3 separate regions of the Gossypium hirsutum genome follow, and regions 2 and 3 are each linked to region 1. A link is a contact called in public Hi-C data. All regions are on one chromosome and are shown on one strand. Each heading gives the region's core, a stretch centred on a gene start, on an enhancer-like site or on the middle of the called end of the contact. The rest is flanking DNA. Distances are from core to core; before and after follow the strand shown. Region 1 holds the start of LOC107893710 (protein NO VEIN). Region 2 holds the start of LOC107887232 (protein transport protein SEC23). Region 3 holds the start of LOC107887274.

Region 1 (3,877 bases), core at 537-3,036:
GTTTGTTGGAAACTGTTCTATGAAGTTCTCAAGGCATTGGTTTCTATCAGTGCATAAGACTTTCCTACTTCTTTCTTTCTAGTTAAAGGAAGTACAGAGAGATGGAATACATACGCCAAGCTCCGAATACGCACACCAAGCTTTTCCTTGCTTGTGGCAGCTTGCTTGTCGGCAACAAAATCCAGAAATTCATCAATAAGCATTTCTTGATTTTTGTGGCCGTCAATGAATTCATGGATGTGAGCAATTATGTCCTCACTTGTTATTTTAAACACTTCTGTACAATTTCTAACTGAAAAATAACGCAAGATAAGCGGATGACGAAGCAAAGGGCCAAGCTCCAGATTATCAGATGTCCTAACACCCTCATTCTCACATATTGCCAGTTCCAACTCATACAATGTAGTAATTCTTCGTACTCCAGCAAAACATTGGATAAATGCATTTACCTACAAAATAGATGAAGAAAGCAAGAAATTAGAAAAAGAAGAAAAAAAGAAAGAAAAATAACCATTATGTTTCAAATAATATATAATTTAGCCTTCATTTGGCATCTTGCACGATAAAAAATGGACAGTAGAAAATTTCAATTTGACTACTACACATGAAAAGCTCCTTTCCATGTAGATAGAGAAATATGCCCTCCCTGTCCCCTTGAAAGGAAAAACTAAGAAACACTAGTTATTTAAGTCAGTAATTCCAACTTTCTAATGAAATATCTTCAACTCTCAGAAGACAAAAAAAAAAAAAAAAAAAAGCCTTAAGGCTTTGTTTAGTGTGTCTGCTACTTACGTTTCCACAGTTGCTTGCTTGTAATTAAACAAAAGAAAATTGTAAAAATGCAAGATTTTAACTGATTAAAAATAATAAAAAAGGATCAAAATATTAAAATGTAATACCCCTTCTGGCATAACTATTCTAATACAAAGAAAATCATGCATTTCATTCTGCAAAGATTATTGGCATCATATCTTTTGACTCTTCAGTAGTATTCTTTGCTTTCTGGTTCAAACATTCTTTCTATATCTCTTTGAGAAGTATGATTTGAACCCTAATCTTATAAAAATCATTACCAGCAACAATAAACAAAGCATCCAAATGTCCCTATTCCATCAAAGGATTTCAACATTCTTATAGCCACTAAATTTGCAAAATGCATGTATTAAGCATGTATGTATATAAAAGATATATAATCTGTGTATTGTAATTACCCTTCCTTCAATGGCCATAAGCCTTTGAAGAGACGGAATCCCCTGCATGTCCAATCCTAACGAGCTCCATGAGTCAGCCTGCAGGGCTACCAAGGCTGCCTCCGAAACTTTCCATGCCGTAACACTATTTCCGGTAGCAATAAGCTCACGCCACGCCTGGTTCACAGCCTGGTTTGCTCTTTCCTGGACTTCCTTCGGGACTTGGCCAGAGGCAGCGCTGCCTCTATGGTTGTGGAGCTGACTTTGGCTGCTTCTGGGGTTATTGACCTGTTGTGGTTGTGGTTGTGGTTGTGGTTGTGGGATAATAGAGTTTTGAGGAAGGGAATAAGCATTAGGGTTTTGGAAGAAGAAATTGTTCGGGCTTTGTTGGAGAGCAAAGTTTGGTTGGACTGGAGTTATAAGGGCCTGGAGGAATTGGAGAACGTTGGGGTCTTGGAGAGCGAAATTTGGATTTGAAGGTTCGAATGGTGGTTGAGATGGAGGATGGCTGCCAGGGGGGCGGAAGGGACGGTGGCCGTTATGGCGACCGCGCATCTTGAAAGGAAAGAAGGAAGTAGGTTTAGGGAGGGATAAGAAGTGCCAGCTTTGCGTATTATATAGTGTGACGCTTTATTTGGATTTTTATCTTAGAATTCTTTTATTTTCGTTTTCACTTAAATTAAAACTCAGTACCATTTTCTTGTATTTATTTAAAAAAAAATCATACATAAGCTATTAATTTCATCAAAATAGGATTCATTCAATAAAAACATGACAGGTAACATGCTCTTAGACATTATACACTTTTTAAATAAAAAACTTTAAATATTTAATGCTTCGTTTGTTTGCCTTCTAAAAATAATTTACATTTTGGTAATTGCATGAATCTGTGTAACATATTTTCTGTTATTTGACAGATTTCTTAAAAATATTTCATAAAAACTGTTTTAAATTAAACAAATATATATTTAAAAATTTATTATCTTTTCATTGTTTAATTGAGTTTATTATATATATATTAATAAATTTATATTTTAAATTATTTTTACATATATTGCAATGATTTATTAGATGTATTTAATAAGACTGTTTTTTTTTCACTTGAAGACACAAATACCATATAACACATTCATTTGATATGAATATGTTTGGATCATAGAGGAATTGTATACATTATCAATCAATTAATTACAACTTGTTTAACATCCATCCATAAAATGTTTGGAAATTTATTTTCTTGATTACATATAATAAGCTTAAACTTCTTTAAAATGGATGTGAACTCAAAAGGACAAAATTGAAGATTATGGGGACGCAAAGCACACCGACTATAAAAACCAATCAAATAGCTTTAACCATTGATTTTCTAACACACTTGGACAATGTTTTATTACCCAATGACGTAAGGTTCAAAGAGTATTATCCAAGGATTTGGATCATACTACATTACATCAATCGCTCGATCAAACTCTTCTCTTAGAATTTTAATGCTGAACTTGTCCACCACTCGACCAAGGTCATGAGATACCACAAACGAATCCTCTATGCAGATTAAATGACAATCATTGCCAATTCTTCTTGTCCAGTCTTTTTCTCCCTTATTGCACAAATGGAGTCATCAAATTAAAAATGATTTTGTTTCGTAGAATTCATTTATTTTATCCCCACCTACAACTATTTAGTCCTCGGTTTATGCAAAACCAAATATAGCATCTATTGACCATTTGCAAATTACAAGCCATTCTAAAAGAGTGCACTCATGTTTCTCCCTGCTCAAAACTTACTACAGTAAATGGGATCTGTTAATATTTTAATTCATTCACCACAAGATGCAACTAATACCCAAATAAAGTATTTCAAACGAAACCAGATACATGAATTTTAACTTGTACTTATAAGTTCAGAAACCATGAAAACATTTTATATTTTCACCTCAAACTTTATTAGCATTCCTGAAAGATAATAGTTTGCATCTCACCTGATCAAGCTTCCTGTGCGTACAGATATTACTGAATTTGCATAATCATGAATATATGCCAATAGTGAAAGAATGCCCACACCAACAATGTTGTAGCAAAGGTAGGGAAAAATCCAAATACTAATTAAAAACAAAAATTGATATGGGAAGCAAAAAGCATACACACCTGCAAGCATGGGAGGATAGCAGGTCTACGTTGCTGTAAGAAATGAATGCACATCAAAACATACCAACAAAGAAAATACTAGTTAAAAATAATAATTGATAAAAATAAATAAATAACTAACAAGAACAGGTGACTTTATAGCTGCAAGTTAAATTAAGCAATACCTGAAATGTGTCCTACCTATCTCTAGATACATGAATCCTACCTAAATTGGCATCATCACAGCTTATACTTTTATCTATGTTTTTATTCATTTCAAAGCAAACCAAATAGACTAACCACAAACACCATTGAAATATGCTGCTCAGGAATGATGTTGCTAGCTATGGGAATAGCATTATAGTTGCAAACAACTCACGCGTAGCTAGATAGAATTCTTTGGTAAGTTGCATTCACTCCTCTGGTCTTGGCCTTGCATTCACTCCTCTGGTCGTGGCCCAGTGTTTCACAATAAAAGCCAACTGCTGTAATCTTACATCGATCTTTGCATAATCTCGTAGAAGCCTTGTATTTACTACAGCAAAAAGATTGTTTACGCATATG
Region 2 (3,877 bases), core at 656-3,155, 330 kb before region 1:
AATCAATCGACAACTTCATGTTGTATAGTTTGATGGCAAACACACAGTTCGCCTTGTACTCGAACTGTTGCCCAACGAACAACTCCTCGAACTGTGAATTTACCGCCAATCTATGAGCACGTACTATATCGGCGTACACAAGAAACTCGGATGCATACCCTGCATCTGGATCTACGTTTAACATGTCGCCCTCAAGTTTATTTCGTAAAATAATACCACGACTCGGGTTATTGAATAAAAGGCCGTGAACATCTTCAACCTGCTCTGGGCCTTCATCATCGATATCGTCTGGAACCTCATCAACATCGGAGTCACTAAAATCTTCAACGTCTTGATCAGAATCTTCACCATTATTGGTCATTTCTCTAACATTTGCCTCTATGCTTATTATCACCTCCGGATGTATTTGTAGACAGGGACCGGGAGTAGGGTTGTTATACGAACTCCCACCATAATTAGGATTTTTGGGTATCTGCGATGTCCCTTCACATTCTAATTGGTCTGTCATCCAACATTAAGATCAAAGTCAAATTCGCAATGTTGACTTATTGGACTAACATTTTCAACAGGCTTTAAGTCTGCTAACTCGGTAAATAATTCAACTGGTTGAGAGTTTTCACTCCCAATCGACCACCATATTTCCATCATAGTGCCCAAGTCATCATCATCTAACAGCTGCATCTCACAAAATTTGAACGGATTTGTAGAGACTGGAAACTTGTAAAATAATTTGGACATCTCCTTTCCACAACGGATAGCTATTTTCGCACTGATCTTTTTTTTCATTTCTGCTAGCTTCACATTTTTTTTGAATCGCAAACCTACTCTTTGCCGACCTTGAAATACACAACCAATATCATCTTCTATAATTTCACCATAAAAAAAGAACATACACCAAAAACACCTCATTATTCATCTTGAATAGATTTTTTTAACTCTCTTAGTAAACACAACAATTTCACTATTTTATATATGGTAGAGAACCAAAATAAAATATTAAATTTTTATATTAAAAGAATATAAAAAAGTACACTTTAAAGTAATGGAGGCATTTTAAATGGCTCCACCAAATAAAATATTAATTTTTAAAATTTTAAATTTAATTTTAAAAAACGTTTGAATATCTTTAAAATTAATTTTAAAATTAATAATTTATAAAAATTATATTTAAAATTTAAAAAATATTTAAAAAATATATTTAAAAAATTATAAAACAAATAATAAATTTGAAAGTTCATATCTTTAAAAATAATATATTTTAAATAATTTAAAAATCATAATTTAAAATATCATAAAATAAATTTAAAAAATATTTAATATTTAAAATATACATTTAAAATATTATAAAATTAATAATAAATTTGAAAGGTCATATCTTTAAAATATTTAAATGTTTTATATTATTAAAAAATATATTTAATATTTAAAAAATAATATTTAAAATTTTAAAAAATATATATTATAAAACATTTCAAATATACATTTTAAATTTTTTAAAATTAATAATAAAAAGTAAATAAAATAAATAAGAATAAAGATAAAACTTAAAAAAAGTAAAAAAAATAGAAAGAATGGACAAAAAAAAAAGTAAAAGGGTGTCGGTCAATCTAGTGGCGCCAAATGAAATGACTCTAATAAAAAATAAAATTTTTTTAAAGTCTCTCATATTTAAAAAATTATAGTATTTTTCTAATATTTATACAAGTGGCGTCATTCTATATAGTTCTACTAAAAAATTAATTTTTTTCTAGTTACTGCCGTGGCACGTTGGTAGAAACTCTTTAGCTCTACCAACTTTTACTATAGACTATAAATTTTAGATTATTTTTTGTGTTTAATTAAAAAAATAGTTGATTTTTGGTTATTTTTTATAAAAAATCCCTCATCGGTTATTTTATTTGAATTAGTAGATAAGTGTAGATTTTTAAAAATTAGGTTTGCTTTTTATTTGAATTGTTATATTAGTATGGATAAGTGTAGATGTATTTCATTATTGTTTGATTCTATAATCCAATATTTGATCTTCCGGTGACCCCTTTCACTTCAGTTTCTCATGGGGTCGACATAAAATCTGTAAAACAAGCAAAAAGGAAATAGACCCTAAATTCTCATTCACTCACTCGGTTACTATTATGTAAGAATCTGAAAAACCCTAGAACAAGTAACCTTTCTGAATTTATCTGGTTCCAAGTTGTTTTCAAACTTATCGGATAATGGCGAACTCCGATCCCGAAGGGGTTGACGGCGTACGGATGACATGGAACGTCTGGCCTCGCACCAAGCTTGAAGCCAGCAAGTGCGTCATTCCCTTGGCCGCTTCCATCGCTCCGATCCGCCCTCACTCGGACATTCCTACTCTCCCTTACGCTCCTCTCCGCTGCCGGACATGTTCCGCTGTCCTCAACGCCTATTCGCGCGTTGATTTCCTCGCCAAGATCTGGATCTGTCCGTTTTGTTACCAGCGCAACCAATTTCCGCCGCATTATGCCATGATCTCCGAAACGAACCTGCCTTGCGAACTCTACCCGCAATATACCACCGTGCAATACACGCTTCAAATGGATCCCTACCCCAACAACCCTTCCAATGCTCCTCAATTGCAGCCGGTTTTTGTTTTTGTGTTAGACACTTGTATGATCGAGGAAGAGCTAGTGTTTGCTAAATCGGCGTTGAAACAGGCTATTGGATTGTTGCCGGAACAAGCTCTTGTCGGTTTCGTATCTTTCGGGACTCAAGCACTTGTCCATGAATTGGGGTTCACGGAAATGTCGAAGGTCTATGTTTTCAAGGGGAGTAAGGAGATTCCCAAGGAGCAGGTTTTGGAGCAATTAGGCCTCCGTGCTGCTGGGGGGCGGCCAACGGCTGGATATCCGAAAGGACTGCAAAATGGATTTACGAATACAGTTGTTAATCGGTTTTTATTGCCCGCTTCTGATTGTGAATTCACGCTCAATTCAGTGCGTTTTGATTTATTTGTTGTAGGAATTAGTTTTTCCAATGTTTGAATTCTTTTATTTAGTGGTCGGTTGATTTCAATGTAGCTCTTGGATGAGTTGCAAACGGATCAATGGCCCGTACAAGCGGGACACAGGGCGTCTAGGTGCACTGGAGTGGCCTTAAGTGTTGCAGCAGGATTTCTTGGGGCCTGCTTGCCTGGTACTGGTGCTAGGATTATTGCTTTGGTTGGTGGGCCATGTACTGAAGGGCCAGGCACGGTAATGCCATTAAATTTTCTGTTTAGCTTCTGAACTTTCACGCATTCCACAACTTAATGAAAGGAAGTATTTATGTTGCCGGTGGTGAGGCATTTGCCATTCGTTTTCTTATGAATGGTATTTAATTTTTGGGATGTTACACCAACAATATGTCATGGTTGAGATGGGTATGATTTGTCGTAATTAGCATGAACTTTATTTTTCCCCCAATTTTGAATGTTTCTGTTCACTCCCACACACTAATATATAGGTGCATTTTTCTTCTCTCTATGGTTAAAACTATTATTTCCCTAAAAATGATGTGAAGTTTCTGTGTCATGTTTCTTTGGGGATGATATTTGTTAAAAGTTGCAGGCAATATAAACAAGCAAACTGGCTCTGTAATTACTTTTTTTAGAGGTCATGTTTTTGTTAACATTGAGTGTGTGTGCATTTACTTTGTGCAATTGTTTTAAAACAGAGATTCTATTTCATTAATGTTATTCCTGTTAACTACCTTCTTTCTGTCTCCGACCCTTTGATGAACTTTTATGTTAGCTTTATAGTTAAGTAGATCTTGTCCCCCGAATATTTACTTTTTCTTTGGTGCAAGATGAATGTTGGTCTTAAATACCTTGTAGTTGTAGGAATGATTCATACACAACTGTGATTGAATTGAGAAA
Region 3 (3,877 bases), core at 472-2,971, 290 kb after region 1:
TTCTTGTCTCAAGGCGGCAAGGAAGTGTTTATTAAAGCAGTGTTACAAGCAATACCTACTTATGCTATAGGTTATTTTCTTTTGCCAAAATCCTTGTGTAAAGAGATGGAAAGCATCGTGCCTCAATTTTGGTGGCAAAAGACTCATGTGAAACAAGGCTTACATTGGTGTGGATTGGGTTCTATGTGTGAATTAAAAGAAAATGATGGCATTGGCTGTAGGAGTTTTGCGAAATTTAATATTACCCTTCTTGCAAAACAAGGGTGGCATCTTATGACTAATCCAAATTCTCTGTTGGCGCAGGTTTTGAAAGCGAAATATTATCCACATTCTAATTTTCTGAATTCATGTCTTAAAGTGAATGCTTCGTATGCGTGAAAAAAGCATCTAGGCAATAAAAAAGGTACTTTAGGATGGTTCTGGTTGGAGGGTGGGTACGAGTGAAGCGATCCCTATTTTTAATGCTGCATGGATACTATGCTCTTTTAATTTTCAATTATGTGGTACAGTTAGTAATTGTAATCTTGAATTTGTTTCTGAGCTTATTGATGATAATAGAGAATGGAAAAAGGATACTATTATTTCCATCTTTGATGAGGATGATGCATCAAGAATCCTTCAGATCCCGCTGGCACTTGAACCACAAGATGATACCCTGGTTTGGTGGAAGGAAGCATATGGTGAGTTCTACGTTCGCTGTGCTTACAAATTGTTAGAAATCAATAGTGCTTCTCAGTTTAAGGGAATAACAAGCTACATATAAAAGTTTCTATTGTAAACTATAGAACTTAAATTTGCCTTCCAATCTAAAAATTACTGTCTGGCGTATTTCCAAAAATTATATCCTTACCATGTCAAACTTACTCTTGAAGAAGCTGGTTCGAGACACTCTGTGTCCCATTTGTGGGGGAGGAGCAAAAACAATAGTCATGCCTTCTGCTTTTGTCTTGTTGCAAATAAAGTTTGGGAAATCTTAGGCCTCATTGATTTATTAAACCTACCTAGTTAGGGGTGGTTGGATTGCCTTACTGCAGTTTTTAATGTCTGTTGGCACATTCAACGAAGGATTGTTTGCTGCTCACTTTGGGCCATCTGGTTTGAAAGAAATAGGAGAGTTCATGACAAAGTGGTTAAATCAGGAAAGGAAATTACTAATTTTATCTCCAGGTATCTCTATGAATTGGACTGTTTAGAAGAGAAGAAAATTACCGTCCAGGGTGATAAAGTAAGCTGGAATCCTCCTCCTACCGATTTTATCAAAGTAAACTTTGATACGGCTTTTGTCATGGAACGATGTAGATTAGGTACAGGGCTGGTTGCTCGAAATAGAAAAGGTGTGGTAATAGTGTCTAAAACTTGCACGACAATGTGGGACCGGCTTTCACCGGGGAAGCCCTTGCATGCCTTGAGGCGCTTAAAATGGGGTTAGTTCTCAGATTAACAAAAGTAATCATCGAAGGAGACCCCTTGTCTGTTATTACGAAATGTAACTCAAGTCATACTGACAAATCAAAAGTTAGCTCGCACCTTCGTAATATCGAAGGCACTCTCGCCCGATTTCAAAGCATCATATTTATGCATGTTAAAAGATCTGGAAATGCTTTAGCAGACGCTCTAGGCACTGAATGTGTAAGGAAGGGAAAAGGCTTTTACCTGATCGGATCTGTCCCAGACTCCGCTGCAACAACTTTTTCCAATGATTGGCTCCGCGAGCCTGACTGACGAATGAAGGACTCTTGGTTTTTCCGGTTTCTTGGGTTACCGAAGCATCAGATCTAGACAGGGATGCTTCGACTGAATGATTGTCTTAATGCAGGGAGATAAGTTTGGCAGGCTTTTTTTGGGAGAAATGGAACCGTCGGTGCCGCTTAGAAAGATGATAAGAGTGGGACGGGCAATCTCTTTCCCTAAAGGAGTAGGCACGTTTTTCTTTAATTTTCTTTATAGTTTGTTTACTTTTTCAGTAGCTTCTTTATTATCTTTCTTTTTCAATACTTTTTCTTCCTTTTAGGATCAGATAACTTTTCTTTCTTTGAGCCTCTTTGTGCCTTTGCTCTTTTTAATTTTGGTTTTCATGTAAATTTTAGTTTTAAATTAATAAAGCCCAACCCTATTTTATCCAAAGAAAAGAAAATAAATCATATTTATTTATTTTATTTTTTAAAGAGGACAAATAATGTTATATATTTTGATATAATTATAGATGTGTTTTTCCTTTTTGATTGAGAATAATATTTAAGTGAATTTCTCATCATCAGGATTTAAACTTGACCACACTTTCTTTTAATCACCTATTGATTCGTAATTATATTTTTTGTTTAAATGTAACTGTAAGGAAAAATAAATTAAAAAATTTAAACCGGAGCTGATTGAATCGGAGAGGGGTAACCCGGCCCAAGAAAGCATGCTGCAATGACGGTTTTCGTCCACTATAACGTAACCCCGGAACTCTTTTCATTATTCTTTATTTATAATATTTTACTACCTAAATGATTAAATCCGAGGCCTCAGTTTCAGAACCATCATACTAAACTTCCTGTAAGAATAACAATCTCTCGTTTCCTTTTTCCTTTTTTAAATTTAATTTTTCTTTTAGTGAATTCAGTATCTGTTCTCTTTTGTCCTATTCCTTTTCGCCTTTTTGTTTAGTTCTGCGCAATTCTTTTTGGTGGTAGAAAAATAGTTTTATTTTTTCCTTTGTTAGGTTTAAGGATTTTTGGGGTTTTTTTTTTGTTCTTGTTCATCTTTTATGTTGGATATGATTTTATCATGTTTTAGGTTTTTTTTTTTTAAAAATAATTTTTGAAAGCCATTTGTTTTAAAATAAGCTCCCTGGAACACCCTTCTGCTCTTAAAAATTCCGTTCTCTTTTAGAAATTCAATTTTTTTTAAGATATGTTTTAAGAAAATGAAAAGAAAAATAGTAAATTTGCTATTCGCTAGTTTGTCTGAAAGTAAGTTTTTTTTTCTATGAATTTTAGGAACCCTTTTGATTCAACTCTCTTTAGGTTTCCCTAAGCGTTTTTATTTTAATATTTGTTAATTTTATTTGTAGAAAGAAATTTTTAATTGAACCTTTTTGCAGTTGAATGCAAATATATCATGTCCTACCCGCAAGGGGAGGATTTCTATTACATGGATGAAGATTTTGTACATGACATGGATGAAGACAACTACGGTCGAGCTGGTGGAGATGTGGATGCTGATGAATATGACATGGTTTGTTTTTCGTTTTGGTGATATTTATATATTCTATATATATTTGTTGTTAATTTTAGTTAATTTTATACTAAATGATGAAATTCATCACTTTCATGCTATAATTTGAGCAGCTGACCAAGGTGACCGATACGACTTCTGCGCAAGCGCGGAAGGGGAAAGACATTCAGGGGATTCCGTGGGAAAGACTGAACATAACTAGAGAAAAATATAGGTTGACAAGGCTTGAGCAGTATAAGAACTATGAGAATATGCCTTTTTCCGGTGAAGCTGTTGACAAGGTTTGTATCTTTTCCTACAATCCATAAATGAACTAGTTTGTAGTAAAGCGGATATCATATTAAGATATGTGTAAAATGTATTTGTTGTTTCAGGAATTTAAACATATACAGAAGGGTGGGAACTACTATGAATTCTTCCACAATACTAGATTAGTTAAACCTACGATCCTTCATTTTCAGGTTTGTTAGTCAGAAAATGTTTATATCTTTTGTTCTTGTTGTTATCCTAGTTACTTTGGACTCAAGTGCAATTGTCAAATTTGAATGTGTCTGATACTGATATGTTCATTTTTTTTCTACGTTCACTCATGTATTTGGAGAAACAGTGGAGGTTTAATCCCCATAGCCATGTCGGGTACAGGCTCTGGACATGTGTT

Evidence for each region. A called contact is a pair of places that touch in the nucleus more often than the background predicts.
Region 2: a contact with region 1 is called in a Hi-C map of leaf, with 1.8 times the contacts expected there. The contact joins the promoter of LOC107887232 here to the promoter of LOC107893710 in region 1. A contact is called at or near these places in 5 of 34 Hi-C or Micro-C datasets (callus and leaf).
Region 3: a contact with region 1 is called in a Hi-C map of leaf, with 1.8 times the contacts expected there. The contact joins the promoter of LOC107887274 here to the promoter of LOC107893710 in region 1. A contact is called at or near these places in 5 of 34 Hi-C or Micro-C datasets (callus, hypocotyl and leaf).

The regions. Positions count from the first base shown.
Region 1 is chrA03:51,005,672-51,009,548 of Gossypium_hirsutum_v2.1, forward strand. It overlaps LOC107893710 (protein NO VEIN), which reads right to left and starts at 1,787. Exons shown (of 13, transcript XM_016818770.2): 1 at 1,212-1,787; 2 at 115-449. The coding sequence starts at 1,745. LOC107893711 reads right to left here. Exons shown (of 6, transcript XM_016818772.2): 4 at 3,693-3,848; 5 at 3,335-3,367; 6 at 2,522-2,777. The coding sequence ends at 2,753.
Region 2 is chrA03:50,673,682-50,677,558 of Gossypium_hirsutum_v2.1, forward strand. It overlaps LOC107887232 (protein transport protein SEC23), which reads left to right and starts at 1,906. Exons shown (of 12, transcript XM_016811411.2): 1 at 1,906-2,957; 2 at 3,042-3,215. The coding sequence starts at 2,214.
Region 3 is chrA03:51,294,600-51,298,476 of Gossypium_hirsutum_v2.1, forward strand. It overlaps LOC107887274, which reads left to right and starts at 1,722. Exons shown (of 10, transcript XM_041095961.1): 1 at 1,722-1,919; 2 at 3,086-3,219; 3 at 3,333-3,500; 4 at 3,594-3,680. The coding sequence starts at 1,799. LOC107887275 (a long non-coding RNA gene) reads right to left here and starts at 1,853. Exons shown (of 4, transcript XR_001681101.2): 1 at 1,654-1,853; 2 at 1,210-1,471; 3 at 851-1,092; 4 at 1-655.